2 separate regions of the Rattus norvegicus genome follow, and region 2 is linked to region 1. Evidence: chromatin contacts called from public Hi-C data. All regions are on one chromosome and are shown on one strand. Each heading gives the region's core, a stretch centred on a gene start, on an enhancer-like site or on the middle of the called end of the contact. The rest is flanking DNA. Distances are from core to core; before and after follow the strand shown. Region 1 holds the start of Ppp1r9a (protein phosphatase 1, regulatory subunit 9A). Region 2 overlaps Ppp1r9a (protein phosphatase 1, regulatory subunit 9A).

Region 1 (2,833 bases), core at 130-2,629:
TACACTCCAGAGGAGAGCTGGAGGCTTCTCTGAGGCTCTCTCTTTGCTTTCCTTCCAGTAATTTCCAATATATACCACTCAGGTCAGTTTTGAAAATATTGCCTTCAAAGGGTGAGCAAGGAATTTAAACGAGATAGCAGGGTAGTCCCAAAGGCGTGCCCTCCGGGTTTCAAATGATAAGGTAAAATTCTAGATCATCTGGATATGGGAAGGTAGGCTATCTTTACTGCCAATGAAGTTCTTGTTTGAGATTCCTAGGAAATGTCCTGGAAAAGAAATAAGGTACTTCCAAGGTCATCTGTAGTCTATCCTTACTTAAGCTTGGCTCGTAGCTATTTCAATGCACGTCCCTGCATGGAACAGGTCAGCCTGAAGGGCGGCAGCACTGAGTCATACCCTGATGGGTGCCATGGCTGCTAATACTACTGAAATTCTAAATCTGACGCGTTAGTGTTCTACAGAATATTAAGCACTTTTGCCTCTTTGTGGATTGCCTGTATTGAGAGGGTTATCTTGCTGCCTTTTCTATGCACACACGTAATTTCAAGCTATTGTTGCTACTATTTGTCTTTTCCTGATTCGGTTTCTCTGATCAGCCTTGGCTGTCCGGGAATTAGCTCTGTTGTCCAGGGTGGTTTCAAACTCTGAGATTATCTGCCTCTGCCTCTCTGTTGGCCTTAAAGTCATGAGCCACCACGGCTGCTTGTTTTTTGTATCTCCAGACAATGACTGCATTGTAGGGTGTCTAGGAACTCAATTCTCCTGTCCTGGGTGTTGTTGGGATTATGTATGCATCTCACACGTGTGGCAAAACCACAATTTTGTCTCTTCAAATATCATATCTCTGTCCCCACAGGGCTTTTGGAGGCATTAATGATCTATGTTGACCATCATAGTTCATTTTGTATGTAGGAGAAAAGTAGGTAACCCTTCACATATGTGGAAGGAGAGGGTGTACTGAGGGTTTAGAAAGGGGCAAAAGCAGGGAGTGTGAACTGAAAAGATATACAAGAAGAAAGTCCAAAGTCCTCTTCATCCCTTTCCTTCTAGCAGTGTGGTCTTTAGGGCCAGCTAGGTCATCCCAGTGGACACCACACTAGAATAGGGCCTAGGTCTTGGCCTTCTAGGCCAGTCCAGGCCATTGTGAGGCCTTGAATGCTTGGGGTCACCAGGTTAACTATAGACTTTGTGGAGTCCACAGCATCTGGGAGTCCAAACCCTGCCCTGGAACCCACACTTGCCAGGCCCCAGAAGCACAGGCCTTGCCCCAAGTGCCAGAGCCCCCTCGCCCACGGTCTTGGGGGTGGGGCGGCCTCGCCTCGGGCCGGTGCTTTTCGCCCTTCGTTGGCCGCCAGAGGCTCCCTCTCTCCCTCTCCTGGGATTTCGCTGCTGGGCTCCCTCTCTCTGCGGCCCTAGAGTTAATCCCATCAGCCGAGGTGAGGCACCTGTTACCCCGGGGCCTTCCTCATCCCCACGACCTGTCCCCTAGTCCACCGGGCCTCGCGGGCCTCAGGGCCCAGCGTGGGGGCCCCGCACGTGGGCCGAGCGGCGTCCCAACCCCAGGCCGCAGGCGAGGGTGTTAGCGCTTCGGGTCCCCAGGCCGGGCCGCCATGGCTGGGGTTGGATGGGGGGAGGGAGCGCAGCGCGCGTCCCGGGGCCGCCCCGCGCGGGCAAGACGCGCGTGGGGGGCCGAGGCGCGAGTGCAGGCGGCCGCCGCGCGCGCCGCGCCGTGACGAGCGGGCGGAGGGCACACGGGCTGCGCCGAACCCTCACGGTCACGGGGGGCGGGGGGGAGCGCCGGAGGAGTCCGACCTCCCGCCCGGGCCGCTCGGTAAGGGGGCGGCGTGCGGGTGGCGGGGCGGCGGGAGCGCGGGGACGCGGCGGCGTGCACAAAGGCGGACCCGCGGGCGGGTGGGGGTGGACTGCGGTCGGGAGCGCTGGGGTGAGGAGCGGAGGCATTATTCGCGGGATCTATTGTTTCCCGGCACACGGGGTGAAAAAAAAAAGAGGCATTTGTGGTCATCACCCTAGCATTTGCTCCCTCTGCTTAATGGGGCCGGCGAGCTTGTCTCCTCCCGGTGCCACACACAGGGATCCGCCTGGCAGCCGCCGGGAGCCGCAGCCAATGTGTTAGGACTTCAGGTGCTTCTTGGCACAAAGCTAGACTGCGACCTCCTACCGTAGCGCTTGGCGTCACCTGCTCTCCCGGCCCTGCCCCGGGGCCGAGGTATTGCGTCCCGAACCAGGCTGGGGAATCGGCTGCCTCTCAAGTTGGTGTTATTTATGTTTGTCTTTTGTGAGGGCAGGTTTTGAATCCCCGGCGGCCCCTTCGCCCCCGCCTCCGCCCCCTCGGGCTTGAATTGGCGGAGGGAGGGAGCGGGTGTGCAGCTAGGGGAGAGGGGAGGGTGTTTATGGGTAAAAGGACATTGTCAACGCTTTCCAAAAAAAAAAAAAAAAAAAAATAATAATAAAGAAAGAAAGAAATAAAAAATAAAGAAAAAGAATAAAACCAAACCCAAAACCATAGGCACCACACTCCTCTCTTGTTTTGTTTGCCTGAATGGGCCATGCATGCATGCTGGGCCAGCAAGCTGAGTTTTGGAGCTGATTTAAGTGAAAGATAGGCTTCCTCAGCTGATGGTGCGTGAGAGTGATGTGGTTCCGTCTGATATTAAAACAAAACAAAACAAACCTGAATGAAAAATATTTAGAACTGCATTGAGTGCCTGAAGTGTTGGACTGCTGGCATATTGATAGAAAATCCAGTTGTGGGCTGGAGGACAGACAGCAAGCATGCGTTTGCTTTCTTTCTTTCTTTTCCTTTTTTTTTCCA
Region 2 (2,833 bases), core at 227-2,726, 220 kb after region 1:
AGCGGGCTAGCTCTTCACATTAGTATATTTTAAACAAAAAGAATAGATATTTTTGTTAGTAGTGGATGGGGAAAAAAGTCTTCCAGGCATATGAATTTGCCTTATTCTCTAACAACATAATACCTCTGGAAAATAACTCCTGTGGTTGTATATACATCTCCATGTTGTATGTTCAAGAATATGTACAATGTCGGGGTTGGGGATTTAGCTCAGTGGTAGAGCGCTTGCCTAGCAAGCGCAAGGCCCTGGGTTCGGTCCCCAGCTCCGAAAAAAAGAAAAAAGAAAAAAAAAAAAGAATATGTACAATGTCTAAGTACGTATGACCTTTAGTGGCTTCATTCTTGACTGGTAGGTTACCATGACTGTTTATTTGAGAGAGGACTTGTTATCTTCATAGCATCTTGCCTAGAACCCCTCCTCAATAGATGTTTATAAAGTTCATCTTTCTTTTTGAAGAGAAATATCAGAACCTAAGTTCTAGTCCAGTTCTAGTGTTGATTTGTTGTATAATTAGACAGGTTGGTCATTTGCTCTGAGCCTCAGTTTCCCCAAAATGGGAGTGTGAAGACTCTGGACCATTGTGCTCACCAAGGGCTTATAGTCAGAGGGCTCTCTAGGTAGTGAGGCCGAGGGGCCAGCATTGTAGGCATCAGGAAGATCTGTATAGACCAGGGTTTCTGGTGAGCACAAAAGACCTCTGCCAGTATTTTCACTGAGAAAGCTTGATGTATCTTCCTTGCCTGGCACACTCACACTTTGGGTATCTGTTAATGGCATCTGAGCCAGACAGACCACTAAGGTTATGGCATGAAACCAAGAAACCCAGATTCTGTGCAGTTCTAACACCACAGTAATTTGGACCAAAATAAGAAGGGGGGGGATAGTGGTCTTCAGTAACTTTGTGGCAAACCAACTAGGGATACAATATCGCCAAAAGAAACAGGGTGCCACAAGCCTCACTTAGTGGCTGTGCTCAGCTGCGTGGCAGAAAATGTTCATGGGCTGGGTTTCAGAGTGCCTCTCCCCCCACCCTCCAGTGGGCTGATAAAAACTCCTATTTGGACCTCTAAAACCAGGAGAATTTGGAATTTCAAAAACATCCTTTCCATTAAAAACATCCAGAGAACAAATTGTGAACCTATAAACTGTTTTCCTTAAATTCAAGGGCGTTTAGCCCTTAAAAAAAATGAATGGTGCATTGAAGACCCCTAGAAGGAAAACGGTGGGGGTTGGGGGAGGAGAATAAAGCAAACAAATGGCAAAGACGACTATTGTGTTGTAAAGAAAATGCTTTGGGGGCCGGAGTCTTTATTCGGGTAGATCTTTTGGAAGGCAGAAATTTGAATCTGTACCTTTCCTGCGATTAAAAAGGAACGGAAACAAACCGGAGATTTCTGTGCCACTGCGTCCCCGTCCCTCCTTCCTCTGCTGCAGAGCCGCTCTGCGGAATGTGAGAGCGACTCACAGAGCCACAGCGCCATCTTTCTGCACGATGTGGGACTGAATCTTCACTCTGTACCAGGCCTGTTGACTGGCTGGCTCGAGCCATTCTGTGGGCGAGCCTCGGCAAGGAAACAGCTCCTGGACGCTCAGATCATAAAGGAAGAGCTGCAGAGGCCAAGAAATGAGTCTTCTTTTCTTTGGCACTTTAGCAATTAAACTGGTAACTTAATCGGATATTAGGGACCGTGAGTCATAAACCCGGTGTTTAATTAGTTTGCACCCACTGAGTCATTTTACTTTCTAGACATTGTAATTTACAACCTGCTGCATTGCAGCAGCTTCTTAAGCTTTTTTTAAAATTGTGTCATAAGATATTCTTCTCGCTGCTGAGTCTTTAAAAATATAGAAACACTCTTAGTTGAGATGTTTTTCTTTTCAATTTTCAGTTGCAAATCAAACATGCAGTTACAGAAGCAGAGATTCAAAAATTGAAGACCAAGGTAAGCACCGCTCCGTGGTGTTTGAATTGTACTCTTTAAACTTCAGATACTCTGAGGAATTTGAAGCCTAGGAGTAATGGATTTGCTCCCGTGCATCTGAGAGCATATTTACATGAGAGGTTCATTTCCAACATCAAGTACAGACAGACCTTCCTTGAGGGCGAGCACACCCGCACACAACCCAGAGAAGGCCACAGGGCACTTGATATTTTAAATAGATTTATATTATTTATTCTCTCTGAAATTTCTTCAAAAATATTTTTAATGGCTCAAGCATCTGAACTGTGTACTAATTTCTTAAGTACAAGCTGGTATTTCAAATCTCCTTTTTTTTGTCATTTACCTTATAATAATTTCAGCTAATTTACTGGAAGCAATGTATTGTTTTAATGTGGAACATTAATTTCTTTTTAGAAAAAAAGTCTTCCCATGTTTAAGAAGTGAAGATTATACGGTCATTCTCTGTGCTGTGTAACTGATGTAGATTCAGGTGCTACTGGGAATCTTTAGATATACTAAGTTCACATTTTTTAGATTTGTTGAAGAGAAAGAATATTAGTAAAAATATATTTTTAATCTCTATGAAATAGTGAGAGATCCAAGTAAACTGTAAAATTCTTGTGCAAGATACAATTCTAGCTATTGTTGTTCAGTTCTATCAAATGTATGTTTTCAGAGACTTAAAGATCTCTTCAGTGACTTTCAAACGATTGTGTATTGCTTCCATGATCTTTTTAAGATTAAGATATAATTATTCCCTCCCACGAGTGGTCTGTTTTCTGATTCACAGTGGGTATTCGCTTTGGGTTTTCCACATGTTTTAAATGGAGACGAGTTAGCCGGCTGCTTTGGTTAAATGGCTTTCCTGACTAATACGCTTTGCAGCTCTT

The links. Hi-C and Micro-C count contacts between places; a contact is called where the count stands out from the background.
Region 2: a Hi-C map of kidney shows a contact between it and region 1, with 9 times the contacts expected there. The contact joins the enhancer-like site here to the promoter of Ppp1r9a in region 1. A contact is called at or near these places in 5 of 12 Hi-C or Micro-C datasets (Schwann cells, frontal cortex, kidney and 2 more).

Annotation. Positions count from the first base shown.
Region 1 is chr4:33,987,448-33,990,280 of GRCr8, forward strand. Ppp1r9a (protein phosphatase 1, regulatory subunit 9A) reads left to right here and starts at 1,380. Exons shown (of 21, transcript NM_001401497.1): 1 at 1,380-1,436.
Region 2 is chr4:34,204,060-34,206,892 of GRCr8, forward strand. Ppp1r9a (protein phosphatase 1, regulatory subunit 9A) reads left to right here. Exons shown (of 21, transcript NM_001401497.1): 9 at 1,890-1,943. Among named protein-coding and RNA genes, the nearest start is that of Pon1, 82 kb to the right of the region's middle. Within about 2 kb of position 1,477, at least 52 of the 93 cell types and tissues checked have an H3K27ac peak or open chromatin away from gene starts, as enhancers often do. A contact at or near this core is called in kidney, where this site is marked.